Linked DNA regions of Anser cygnoides: all the other regions are linked to region 1. Evidence: chromatin contacts called from public Hi-C data. All regions are on one chromosome and are shown on one strand. Each heading gives the region's core, a stretch centred on a gene start, on an enhancer-like site or on the middle of the called end of the contact. The rest is flanking DNA. Distances are from core to core; before and after follow the strand shown.

Region 1 (4,655 bases), core at 1,377-3,876:
AGATGACTGCAACAATCCGACCTGTCTTTACATGTATAATGCCATAAAAACTGCACAAACTGCCCTTGTTCTTGCTGTACTTATCCAAAAGAAACTACTACTTTCTGTGCAAAGAATTCATGCTAAGACAAACTATTTTGCTCGGGCAGTCTCAGATTGCAAACACTGGCAAAAATATTTCTAACACCTGCATCAAAATCTCATTTTTTTCTGGCCAGGTCTGCTTCTGTGTTTTTTTTTTGTCTGTTTGTTTCTTGGTGTTTTGTTGTTTTGTTTTTAAATCTGCAGGAGAAGACAGTAATACTCATTGGAGCAACACGTTATTGATTTCCCATAGAAATGGCAGCTAGAGTACTCACTGTCAGCTGTGAAGCAGCATGTTAGGCTTATCTTGCTGTAATATTTTTTCCATTTCATCCTTTTACATACTCATAGATGTCTCCTATTCACTATTGAAACACCATATGGTGATAATATATGCTAACACAGGCACAGTGACACAGTCCACAAGCCTGTTATTGAGCAAAAGTTGACAACATAAGGCTAAGAAAATGGTAAGTGCTTCCAAGCCACAATATGTACGTCATCTAATTGCATTTTACTGTGATGCAAAGAAGTCTGACTCAAGGAAGGAACCTCCTTACAATGAAACTCTAACAGCCTGGAGTAATTTACAGTTATTTGAAGAGCTATCTGAAGAATCTATCAATTCATAGCTTTCAGATATGGGCTGGGTTTCAGTTGTGTTTTTTGTGTATTTTTTTTTCTTAGACTAGGCAGCTTTAATGTACAGAGACGGTGCATCTCAGCACCACAGTCATCTCTCAAAGGGTTCCAGACAGGAAGGCAAAAGGCGATCAATAAGAGAAAATATAGACACAGCCCCTTAAACTATCCGCAGATACATCTGTCTCTTCCTCTAATGGTTAACGGTTTTGAACTAGGAACATCTTGCAACAATCCTGAGATATGTTCAGGCCATAAATGTATCATGTTTATTTATGCACTGGTAGCAGGGTCTAATGTAGAAAATGCATTGCCAGCTCTTACTTTTTTTGTAGGGCACTGGTTGCTTCCAGGCAGCCCTCTTTTTCCCCTACCTGAAAGGAGGCTGGGAGCAGCTCTGCTCTGCCTTTGGGCTGGCCAGCAGGGGCTCCAGGGAGAGGTCCTCTCTTGCCAGTAGGACAGACCGTTGTATGGACAGGACAGACCAGCAAATGACAGAACTACCCCAGAACGTCACAGATCTATGTCCAAAGCCCTCCTTTACAATGAGCTGCATTTCTGTGCATCAGCTCTGCTTCAGCTTTTCATTTGTAGAACAGAAGAAGAATCAAATCTCTCCTTCCTTAAGGCATTACAAAGATAAATGTGCGAAATCTGCAACAGCTTACGCAAACTGGCACCAGGAAGCAACCAAGATAAACTTGTAAAGGCCATACTATAAATGCTAGGGCTCCCTAGAATATTTAAGCCTTCACCTTTCAAATGTATTTAGAAACTGCAACCACAGAAATTAGTTGCCCTCCTCTTTTCAAGAGCACAACTCAACAGGAACTCACATCAGCAGCATCAGTGCCAGCCCTTTGGTGGTCTCTGGATAGAGTTAAGCTGAAAGGCAACTATCGAGGCAACGCTCTCCTTGCTGCAGGCGTAACACACAAAGCACAAAATCATCACTCCCATTGTGGTGGGAATGGCCTGGGGCAGACATCCAGTGCAGGCACAGTGGGAGCAAAGTCCCAAGTGATGCATTGCCATGCAGGTGTTTCTCTAAGTTGCTGTGCTGTTCCCTTGGCTCTGAGCTATTTCCTTTCCCTGACTGGGAGGGAAACGCAGCTGGTTCCTAGGGTGTGCAGAGGAGAAACAGCCAACACAAAAGGAACAGCAACCATCAAGAGCAGAGCAAAGGAAGCCTCATTTCCTATGGACTTGTGCCTTGCATCTTGAGCAGACTGACCCTTCCTGTTCTCCTTCCTTACCTCTCCTGACCGCCCCTCCTGCTTCCCTTCTCCTAGAATTAGCCTTGGCACTTATCTGTGTGTATCAGCCAAACAATCCGCCTTTCAGGTCAGGGATCCTGGTTACAGTACAGATTGGAAGAGCAAAAGTTCAGGTTGACACGCAGTGGGCTTGGAGCTTGGAGCTCCCTGCGTGTGCCTGGGGCCAGCCCATGGGCCATGGGGAGGTGAGGAGGACCAGCTCCACACCGCAGCTCCCCGAGGGACACAGGTCTGCTCCCTCCTCCCCAGCCACTGATTTTTACATGCACGTACCCCTCCCTCAGACCCTTGAAAGCAGATGCTGGACTCAATTTGTACATCTGGAGGAGCCAATTGACAGACATTGATGGTGGGAAGAAATAATCCATGTGCTTTCATTTCCAAATGTGCCAGCTATTTCTTTGCAGAGGGCAAAAAAATCACTGATTTGTGCCACAGGACTAAGTGCAACTTCATAAAATTCCTTCAGAATTACACAGGTGGGGAAAACAACTTCCCACTCCTCAAGTGCTGGTGACATCAGTGATGCTATAGGTCCAGGGGGCTACAGATTTCTGGGCCTGGGGGTTTGAATCCTTCAGGATTTACTCACAAGACACGGCAGCAAGATCACAAAACTGTAGCTGTGTATCAAGCAACACCCTCCAACAGAAGAAAGCTAAGGGTTTTTATTGCCTCTGCCCGGTTCACACACTCTGAGAGAGACACTGATGTATCACCCCACACCTGAGACCCCTCTCTGTGCCTCTTGAGAGGAGATGTCCCCATGTACTCTCTGTCCCTCAATCCACACGTGCTACAAGAGGAGGATAAATCAGTGACATGGTGGCGGGGAGCCCACGGTCTGCCCTCAGCTCCTCTGGTGACCCTGCACAAACCAAGTCATCTCATCTCCCAGTGCCTCGGTCTCTCCCTCACCTGGGAAAGAGCATGCTTCTGTACTTCACAGGGCTGTCGCAGTGGTAAATCTAATGCCGCCGAAGCACTCAGATGCATCGACCTGTGTAAGGATGCGAGCAGAGCCAGTGGCCCGGCGAAGCGCAGGTCTCTGCCCCAGCGGCGGCTGCACTTTGCTGGCCGGACACGTGGACAGCTTGTGAAGCGCGCTGGGTCCCTTTGAGATGAGTGCCAAACCACTGCGAGTGCCAAACACTGAGGATGGGGAAATGATGACAGGCTTCCTGAGCTGATGGTATACAGCAGCCTGGTCCCATTGTGGGGAAAAAGATAGAAAACAAAACACAACAATAGGTAGAAGGCCTTGAACAGCTCTAGAAAGCAAGAGCCCAGCTCTCAACCACTCACAACAAAACAATCACGAATGCAGAAGGAAAAAAGACCAAATTATGAGGTACTATTTGTTTTTTTATCACTGATCCCAAAGTAAATGTTTGCCTTTATCCACACACAAGTTTGAGATGCCTGCACAGATTTTAAAGTCCAATATATCCAACACCAGTCGTCATCTAGGTGGTGGAGCCAAGCACGTAGGCAGAAAACCCAAATGGATGCAGAAATTAAAAAAAAAAAAAAAGAGGGAAAAACAAACCTTCCCAAGATTTCTGTGAACTTGGTTATCCAGAAAAAAAGAAAAGCAGGAGTGGTGGTGTTTTATTTTCACTCTGATGATAGCACAACAGAAAGAAATAATACCCTGCAAAGGTCACTCTTATCCTGTTCATCTGTGATGAGCTGATAATCTTGGATCTTTTTAAATTTCCTTTAAAAACCTTCACGGACATGCTCTTATCAAAAGGATTATGCTTTAATACATACCAGCAGATGCAACCAATTCAAGCATCTGCTAATCAGAACAGTGTCAGCTCGCTGCACGCGCCGGCTGGAGCTGATGAACACAGGAAGGTTCCCCTGCTTGTACACGTAGGCCAAATCCAAACATCCATGAGCTCATCTGTTGGCTACGCCTCTCAACTCACACGTACGCGGCTGAACATCCCTGCCTTGTGCACGCTCCTCTGCCCGCAGGCGTGGCAGGGACAGCGTGACAGACGTGCCCCGCTAGCAGCCAGCACGCCTGCGGCAGCGCTCCTAGAAAGCTTTAACCTTGGGACCATCTCCACCGCCACCCACGCGAGGCGGGATTGTCACCGCCTTTGGGGACGGGAACCGCGGGAGGAAGAGAGTTTCCTGGATGTAAAGGCTTTGCTTCTCGCCTGCTGGGAGGAACCCACTGAAATGGCTCCAGATGGGACACTTCCTTTTCTACTTCTGTAATCTACACGGGTTTTACAAAGAGTACAAAGCCGGCGTGCTGCAGCCAGGAGTGCAGCTCTCTGAGGTGACCCCGTTGTTAAAACAGCCTGTGCAATTCCCAGTCCCTGTCACCACTGCAGAAGTGTCACAGCCTGCTGAACACAGCCCCGTGGTCAGCCTGCATGAGCCCTGCAGGACCCATGCCACACCACTATGAGCTCACCAGCTCAGGCACCCCTCTACAAGACACTTTTGTCCCTCTGTGTCCACTCATGGGCCCTCCAAGTCAGTGGGGAAACGCTGGCAACTCACAGCCTTCATGGAAAACCTTGCACGGCACGTGGTCCTACTAAAAGGTACACGCAGTTCAAGTGTCATCGACATTTTAGGATGGGCAGAGGATGCTTCAAATGGGCTTATTCCAAATGAGGCTTTCCA
Region 2 (4,655 bases), core at 993-3,492, 250 kb after region 1:
CAGATTCAGAGCATGTCCAGTTTAACTCAGCAAAGAGACTAGGCAGAAGTGAAAGAAGAATCCGTTTCTCCAGGGTTTGCTTTGCTGGAAAGGATGGCTGCTCTTAATTTACCTCCTTGAGAATGCTAAGGTCTCAAACCATTGAGGCATTTAAGCATGCTCTGACCTTTAAGCAGAGATAAGGCTCCTGAAGCCAGCACCGTTTTGCAGTAGGTTGCTCCCGAGCTCAAAGCTGAGCACATATTTAAAGACTTGTGCCATGGTCTAGGAAAAGAGTGTGTGCTTCTGGCTGCTGTGAGCACAGCTCCAGGACCAGGTCCTACGGGGCCACCCCAGCTCTGCTGCTGCCCCATGCTGCCACTCACAGCACACAACCAGCCTGCCTCCGAGGAGGTTTGGTCTCTAGAAGTGCCAAGCCCAGCCTGGCTATCACGGCTGGGGCACTGTCCCACCACGGGTCCAGAATAATGTATCTTCCCCTCTTGGCGCAACAGACAAGAAAGGCAGAGCAATCCCAGCAAGCGCGGTTAGCTCTCCGGAGGAGCCCTTGGGTCTAATCCACCCAAATTTGCAAGACCCAGCTGCACGCTCGCTGCTGACCTGGCGGCTTTCCAGCGTCCTGTGAATCAGGGAACACTGTGACTGCCACTCAAGGACAGCAAACTGTTCAGACCATAATACCATATTCCCATCTGGTGCACCGAAATGCATGGATGCCCATGGACGTGTTATCCTTCATTCCCTCTATAACAGAGCATGCAATAGAGAGTTTCTCTTAGGAGCAGCAGGGCATGCGAGCACAGTCAGGGAATGTCACCGTGTGTCTTGAAAGTGTAAAATGTAGGGCTGAGTGCTAAGGATTAATTATTACAGCTGCTTAGTGATGCTAGAGGGTTTTAATGTTATTATTTCTGTGTGTTATCTCAGGCAGGGCCATGGCAACAAGAAGACAAGAGGACCACCTGCCTGAGCCATGCTAAATGAGGGTTTATATATTGATTACCAAAGGCACAGGGACAAAATGCGGGGGAATGTGAGTCCTGACTGGGCTGGGCTCCCCAGCAGCTTGCAGCAGGGATCTCCATCCTCTGCGTTCACACATTCTGGGTCGGAGCTGTGCAAAGATCCCAGTGCAAAGCAGGCTGCTCGCCTTGAAACGAGTAGCCAAAAATGGCCAGCTGACAGCCTGGCCCTGCAAAGACATTGATTGCATCAGGACTTTGATCCACCAAAACACCACTGGTAGTGTGCCTAAATCTTAGTGGTGTGAGCAATTAAATGAGCCCAGAGGGAGCTGGAAACTGTGCAGTACTGCTCCTTGAATACCAACTCAACCTGCAGCAAAGTTGGAGTAACATGCTCCTAGGTGTGAAAGGGCAACATATTTTTTAGTATTATAAGATTCACAAAGCTAGGGAGAATTTTGCCCATGTGCTGAAGGAAGTTTAATAAAAGTCTAATTAAGTGCCTCGATCTAGATTTAGATGTTCTCACTTCTGGTGTCTGAGCTTGAAGCTGTTAGTCATTAATACTCATCTCAGGTAACCTCCACCACCCTCAGCCCCTCACCTGACGCATGCACGCACTTGAGAAAGATTGCTGATATCCTCCCTGAAAACTAATGAAATCACAGAGCGATATTTTGATTTCAAGGGCATCAAAGTAATGCAAAATAATGATGGAATAGGGAGGCTCTGATACCACCGCCACAGCTCAGCTCTTCTTGTCTATAGATCTGGGAGCATTTTGTGAAGGAGATCAGAATCGCTGTTCCTTTGCTCCCATCAGAGAAACTGAGGCATGGAGCATTGAAAAAGTGACTCCTGCAGATCTGGGATAGAGTCCAGGCTTGAAGCCAGCTGTCCCAGCCTCAGGGTAACGCAACCACTGTTGCCCACAGCTCTCTCTGGAAGGAGGGATGGGATTTGGCATGGACAGGAGGTCTCTGAATGTGTTTGCGTGTGTTTGTCTATGGGTACACAAGTTTTACGGATAGAAGGCTACCAGACACAATAACAAACAAAGAGGAAATCAATTCTGTCTTCAGCCAGGAAAGCAGGTCCCACTTTAGCTGTTTGGAGTTTAAAGGGCAGCGGTGGGCACAGGGAAATGCTTTGTAAGGGCTGGAGTAGTAACCAGATTTTTTTTCATGAGATTATTTAACAATATTTGTGGTTCTTGTTTGCTGTGCAGGAGATTAGGCAGAAAAGCCTGATCCCCTCTTTGTCCTTTACAGCAGAGGAGAGTGCTCCAGACCCACAGACAGGGAGAGCCTGGGGCTGGGGCCTCCACAGTAATTCAGGAATTACCGAACTTCAGCAGGAAATGGTGCTGTACGTTTCAAAAGAGTCTACTGGGAAGCGGAGGGATCATCAGCAAATCTTCTCTGTGTGGGGCTGCGAGTTTACTGCTAAACAACAGAAGGCACGGGGCTCTTAAGGTTATTAATAAAAGCAACGAACGTTTCCTCTGCTTAATAGCCTGAGTGTGTCCAAGTTTTGTTATGGGAAGAACGCCATGCCCTGGTGAGGGTTATGACAGGGCTCCCCTCTACATGCCGAGATACTGCTGGGTCTAGGAAAGGATTACCCGCTCCCCAGAGATGTTGTGGGTTGCCAAAAGCCTGAAGCTTAAGTAATCAAAAATCTCTTTCCCCTTCTCCCCCTTTCCTTTCAGGCTGGCTATGCAGAGCCTCTGGAGTATGCATGGCCAGTACTCCCAGAGCCTGCCCCACAGCCCCACAACCCCACAACCCCACAGCCCCATGGCGATTGCTCCAGCCGGTGCTGGGGGTCGGGATGCACCAGGGACAAGCAGAGCTGGAGGGAGGTGCACAGCACAAAGCAATGAGCTGCGGTCACAGCCGCTGGCTGTCCGTGGGCTTGCAGCCTCTCTGGGTCTCGCAACAACTCTCTCAAGATGACTGTGCTGGTAAGAAGTGTGATATCAAGAGCCGTGAGGCTTCGCCCCTGGAAGGTTGTGGGCATTAAGGCTCCAGGTTTGCTTCAGAGAGCTCCTCCCCTCCTCCCTCAGGAGCACTATGACTGAATAAATGACAACGAGCACAGTCTCTCAGCTAGTTTGTAGTCAGGGAAACTGAGGCACAAAGAAGGTGATTCACGCCATAGCTATCTACCAGTCAGAAACTAGCTTAAGGGACAGAAGCCAGGAGAAAAGCCTTTGCAAGACAACACCATTTTCCCTAAACAAAGTCACCACATTCTTACAGTGCTCAAACTTGGGCACCCAGCGCATGGCAGCAGGGGCCGGCCTACCTTGTATCCTCGTGCTCCTTGTGTCCTGTCATCGGTTTTAAGGCTGCTGGACATCCACCATGGAGGCCAGAAGAGTTCTGGTACCTTAGGCCTTATTGCCAAGGCTTCTTGGTGTTGGTGCCAGCCCAAATCCTGGCTGATGCCAGAGCTGACACCAGTACAAATGCTCCAGTGCTGCTGGCCGCCTGTGGAGCGCTGCCCTCAGGCCTACCCCCTACCAGTGCTTCTGCAAGATGGATATTTGCACCTGAACAAGAGCAGAGCCTTCAGAAATACGCCCAAATGCAAGCAGGGCCTTTGCCAGCAGTGGAGAATCCACCATGGCCTCCAGGGCTGTGGTTAATTGGCCTCCTGACAGCAAGGCACCTTAGGCCTAATCTGCACTGGTCTGGCTTCAGATAGCGGCCACTGGATCTTGTGTTGCCTCTGACAGCCAGGCAGGACTCATGTTGTCCATGTCCTGTGTCACAACACCTCCCAGCAGGGCTGCCCCGGGGCCTTCTCCTTCCAGCAGGCCGAAGCCTGCGGGGGATGCAAGCCACATGGCAGCGTACACATGCCCTGATGCACGGCTTCAGTTTGACTTCCTTGCCTGTATTTATTCCATTTTCCTAGAAAGCCTGTTTCAGTGGAGGCTTCCTGAGCACAGCAGGTGGTGTGTGTGTGCACATGTACGTGTGGGTACACCCCACTGTGGGGCAGGGGGATCCGGATAACCGGTCCCCACCATTACCACTGGCACTGCCACAGCTCGCTGCATCCACACGGTGTGGGCTGGGGGGATCTCGGCATCTGTGGAATGAGCATCTGGGAATGTGCATCTGATCCTCAGACCACGTGGACGGGGGGCTAAAAATAATAACCAACTGCTGCTCCATTCCTCGGCAGCATCTGGGGGAGTTTGTGCGGGGAGGAGCAGCCATCAGCCCCTAAAAGTACCCAGCAGCATCCCCATGCTTTGCAGCCTGGGCTTATGCATGTAAAAAGGTTCAAAGGCTATAGGATATATTTTTTTTTATTTTTTTTATTTTTTTTTTTTTTTCTTAGGGAGGGATATGCAGTGAGTTTTCTACCTCACCCACCTCCTGTTGGTGTGGGCTGTTAAAAGATGCCCTGGTTTTGCACATGCAACCTCACTTGGCCTTTGCAGAGGAGCTGGCACAAGTGCCCCCTGTGTCAGGGAAAAGGACAGCATTACAAAAGGAGGGCTGCAAAGATCGTCCATGAGAATATGGGAGGAGACCCCATTTTGAAAGCAGTCAGTGCCTTCCCCTGCTGCAGAGCTAGGCAGAGCCTGGCTGTGGCAGGTTTGCAAGGTCTCCAGGTGGGAATATTTGCTGCCTTGCCAATGCATTTTTGCACTTCTTTCGATCCTTGGCT
Region 3 (4,655 bases), core at 1,207-3,706, 220 kb after region 1:
GGCAGAAGATGAAGTCTGGGACAGAACAGAGAACTGAGCGAGAGTCCCTCAAATTCCTGGTATGCACTCCAAGCCCAGACCATCCCCATAGCCCATTATATTTGTGAAAACATCTGAGAGGGCTTTCAGTAGAGAGTAAGGTTTTTACTTGCTTGAGCACACACAAGTGCCAGCCATGCCTATCTGGGTGAGTCTGCTGCAGCAGGACAGCATGCCATTGCATCACAACCCAAAAACATGCTGCAAAGCCCACAGGAAGAGAACCTGGTGCCAGGCACGGGACTGCCTGGCAAGCTACAGGGAGCTGAGGAACCTCCAGCACAAGCAGCATCATGCAGCACCTGATCCAAAGCCCAGCAGCAGCCACTGTCTCTAGAATGCTTTCAACACACGTGTTTTAATGATCACTCAACATGAGAGGTATTTGCAAGAGATCTGGTTTTCCATGTAATGAGGTCCAGCAGGTGAGGAATAGCAGTTAGATTTTGCACTGCTCTGCACACTCTGAACCAAGCAAACCAGGACCTTAAAGGCATAAATCCTAGCCCTCTGTTCTCCCTTCCAAGATGGAGCTTAACTGTTAAAAATCCAGCTGCAACATAATGCTCAATTGAAGGTGCTGAATGCATTGGACAGCTGAACTTCGTAGAAATGCTCACCAGGACTTGGAGAAGCTCTCCATCTGTTCAAAGATGAGTCAAGAGATGACAGTGCTCCATCTCCAGCTAACTCCAGCGATATCTTGAAGTTGTTTTACCTGGGTAACAGTGAACATTGGGTGGAAACCCTGTTGAAACTGATGGAAGTCATTTAGCACACTTGAACTCAGTTCTCTAGCAAGAGAGCATTAACCATGAGGCACCAGGGTGGGCTATGGTAGCTGTATTTTACAAAGATAAAAAACACTGAAGTTTGTGCAGCTGGAAAATGAATGTAGTCATTGCACAAAAACCAGCCACCACTGGCAGCAGCAGAGAGATAAAAGTTGCTAGAATTTGATTGCGCTCATTATTAAAACTTATCTTTAACCATCTCTGTCTATTGATTTCTAGCCAACTATTAACTAGCAATGACCTTAGCAGCTTGAAAATAACTGGGGAAGTCAAGTAAACAAAGGGGAACCCAGCTGCATACAAAGAACCAAGATATTTACAGAGACCCTCTTTGCTTCTGCTCATTGCAATAAACTTGAGCTGGGTATTTTTCCATTTAAACATCTGAGTCAATGATCCAAGAAGCTGAGGGTGTGGACAAGGAACTGAGTATAAAGAGGAGCAAAAGGAAGGAATAGGAGCTAATTGCAATTGTTTCTAGAGTCTTGAATTAAAATAATCTGAGGTAAAGTCAGAAGACAAAGGTTTATATTTTGGGAGTTAAGTTCCACCGCCTGTAAGCCTTCTCATATATTAAGCAGAAGCACTAGTTATACACAGGTCAGTTTTACTTTCCTGATATACCATTATACTGTACCTACTGCCAAAGAAAGACACCATCTTTTAAAAGTCTGATGAAAGTGAGCATCAGGAGTCCTAGAATGAGAAACCAAGTATTTAATCTCTCACGTTTTATCATCAATACCCAAGCCATTCCAGGCATCAGCATTCCTCTTTCCACAATTCAAGAATTTACATCCTGTGTGACTTCACTTCACCAGCACATCTACCCTGGTGTCCCCCACACTTCCCTTCACACAGTGCTCCAAGATCCCCTCTGCAGGCCCTATGACCTGCCCCTTTCCCAGCCCATGCTTCCAGGACTGATGACATCCTCCAAACTCTCCCCCCTTTCCAACAAGATCAGCTCCTTCCCATGTCCTGTAACTACCAGCAGAGCAAGAAGCAGCTTTTGCTATGGCATGTTTCAGGCTGGGTGCCAGCTGGACGCTCATCCAACTGGCCAAGCAGTATCTAACTTCTGATAACTCCCACAATCTCGTACACAGGGCACACTATTGCCTGATCATTGATTTTTGCAAGAAGCTTTTAGAAACAGGGTTGTTTGAGACTTCAGCTTCCTTGTTTACAATGTTTGAAGAAGGTCAACAAGTTCTTTTTTTTGAAGGAATACAATAGAAACTACCAGTATTACTGTTCGGGAAATAATTAACATTCTTACACACCACTTTCTGCACTACCTCATTTTTGGCCTTACGATCAGAGCAATAGTTCCTAAGAAAAATCTCAAAATCCTGGAAAAACCTTGTTAGCACGTAAGCCTGTTGGATCTAATGGCCACTCTCTGCAAGAGGGAAGTCCAAAATTGGGCCAATTTGTGGTGACTGTACAGATCAGAGTGGGAAATTCTGGAGAAGCGTTGGAGCATTGGGTTTCAGAGGTCAAGTGTGGGTCTGTTTCTCCTTGGAGAACAGAGGTGGGGGCATTCACATATCCAAGTTCACACAGGGCATTGTCATCTGTAATGAAGCAAGAACCACCAAGGTCTATTTAGTCATAGTCCCACACTACAGAAGATGATCTTGCAAAATCCTGGTGCTTCCAGTTTGTGGGGAAATCCTTCAGAAGAGCTTTGTGTGCTCTCATCCTCACCCTAGAGGATCTAGAACTGCCAGTGCAGCATGAATGAGCAAAATCATTTGAGACCAGAAGAGGAAGCTATCCAAGTTCTTCTGATTTCCAGACATCTGGACTTCAGTAAAATATTTTTGGCAATTCAGCCATCCACACAGATGACTTTTTGGACTGACACTCTGATGACCCTTCAGCCATCCAACCTTCACACTGAACTTCGTAACTGTTGACCCAATTTGGTCATATCTAAAGGACCAGTAGAAATTTTGGCAGCAAGAAGTATCCAGCGTTTGGAAGAACCCTGGAAGTAGACATAAAGACCCAGATGAGGTCCCTGTTGTGGAAAGGCCTATGCTACACAACCCTTTGGAAACAGGGTGTATGTCCTGCCTGTCCAACAAGCACTTGCACGGTTCTGTCCCTCTACAGCATTACGTTATCTTCTGTGCTGTAGAGTCACAGGAAGAGCCATGTGAAAAGAGCTGGGGTTGTTATGGCAGAAACAGAAGTAGGATGAAAAGGCCAAAGGACAAAAATCCACAGGAGACTGCAGTAACTCTGGTGTTCAGGAAACAACAAGGCTCTTTCCCATCCCTTCATCTTCTTCCTGTGAAGGGTGAAATTACCCACCCTAAAGACAGGAAGACACATACACCTCCCTCACCAGAAGAGGCACAGTGTTATAATAGCAGGGCTATTTTTTCCCCAGGAAAAAGGATGAAATCAGCTATTTACACTGGACAAATTACAAGCTCTGGAAAGCACATGAGGCACACAAAGAGAGCAGTTGTATCACAAATAAATATATGGTGGGGGTTAAACTTATTGATTAGCTTTGTAAACGCAGTTGCCCAATCAATAGCAATTTCTGGAAATGCCTGGTACTTATTTGGTGCAGCTTGTACAATGAGGATAAATAATAAGAGTACTTAGGGAGCACGTCTCCTGACACCATTGCCAAGCCCCTTACAACACAAAAACAAACTACGGTACAACAACTGCACAAGCCAGGATTAATCCACTACACCTTTAAAAAAAGAAAAAACAACAAGCACAAATCCAAACATAACCACACTATCAAAATAAGCACTTGGATCCCAAAGGTATCTACTTGGGTTCCTGCTGGTTTTGCTGTATATGACTAGCACTGGATCCAGAACAGTACAAAACTCATTCATTTGCTCTGCCCTTCTGCATGAGCCATGGATCCTTGCAGGACCCCTGTTCTATGGAAGTACACAACACCTTCTTCTCCTCCCTCAACAACCAGATTGCTGTAGGTATCCCTCTGGACACAGCCTCAAATTTTGGGAGAGAAAGAAATGCAAAAGCAGCTTGCCAGCCCCAGTGCCATGCCATCACTAGCCCCTGCCCCTCGCAGCCTGGGTTTGAGCACATTGCTCTCTCACACCACCTTGTTCTTTATCTGGACCCAGCCATGTGAGAGCAGGGTCCCATATTTAGGTAGCATGACCCCAAATAAACCATTGCACACACTGCTGGCACAATGAAGATGCAGCACAGACACCAAGCATCCTCACGAGTGGGGCTGCAGAGCTCCCCATCAGCCCTGACCCAGGCTTCTGGATATACCTCAGCTCTGCAGTAAAAGTAGCACCTGATGGGAAGGAGGGAAAATCCACTCCAGCTCCCCAGAGGCTCCTCTGCTTCCCTTCTTCACAGATAGGAAGTTTGCTCACATTGTACCATGAGATCATAGCACAGGAAAGACTGAGGAACCAGACACTCATTTAAGCTGCAGCTTTTTTAGTGCAGCTGCCAAGGATAATGATGTTTGCGTGAAACGGGTTTACAGATATTGCTCACAGCCCTCCAGTGAGGTGGCCTGCTCAAGAGCCACTGGCCAGCTCATCACAACAAAGACTTTCACCCACCCTACTTACTTTACCTGGCTGCGTCACTGCAAACAAGACAGGGCAGGCAGCTCTCCAGTCTATCCCAGAGCACCCAACACAGCTCCTGATGGCGGGGGGAGCAAAAAAGGAAAGGTCCTTACAACCTACTTTCTCATATACTTTTTGGCTGATAGTGTATTTACATGCAAATCGCTGCCAGCTGCATGCTGAGGGGTCATGATAGCCGCTCTTTTCACTGGGAATAACCTAC

The links. Hi-C and Micro-C count contacts between places; a contact is called where the count stands out from the background.
Region 2: a Hi-C map of liver shows a contact between it and region 1, with 7 times the contacts expected there. The contact joins two enhancer-like sites. A contact is called at or near these places in 2 of 7 Hi-C or Micro-C datasets (both in liver).
Region 3: a contact with region 1 is called in a Hi-C map of liver, with 2.3 times the contacts expected there. The contact joins two enhancer-like sites. A contact is called at or near these places in 2 of 7 Hi-C or Micro-C datasets (both in liver).

What each region holds. Positions count from the first base shown.
Region 1 is chr9:16,016,080-16,020,734 of Taihu_goose_T2T_genome, forward strand. The region is part of intron 7 of LPP (LIM domain containing preferred translocation partner in lipoma); the gene reads right to left. Among named protein-coding and RNA genes, the nearest start is that of LPP, 170 kb to the right of the region's middle. Within about 2 kb of position 2,627, at least 1 of the 3 cell types and tissues checked has open chromatin away from gene starts, as enhancers often do. A contact at or near this core is called in liver, where this site is marked.
Region 2 is chr9:16,267,034-16,271,688 of Taihu_goose_T2T_genome, forward strand. It overlaps the pseudogene LOC136791464. Among named protein-coding and RNA genes, the nearest start is that of BCL6, 71 kb to the right of the region's middle. Within about 2 kb of position 2,243, at least 1 of the 3 cell types and tissues checked has open chromatin away from gene starts, as enhancers often do. A contact at or near this core is called in liver, where this site is marked.
Region 3 is chr9:16,239,900-16,244,554 of Taihu_goose_T2T_genome, forward strand. No RefSeq gene overlaps it. Among named protein-coding and RNA genes, the nearest start is that of LPP, 49 kb to the left of the region's middle. Within about 2 kb of position 2,457, at least 1 of the 3 cell types and tissues checked has open chromatin away from gene starts, as enhancers often do. A contact at or near this core is called in liver, where this site is marked.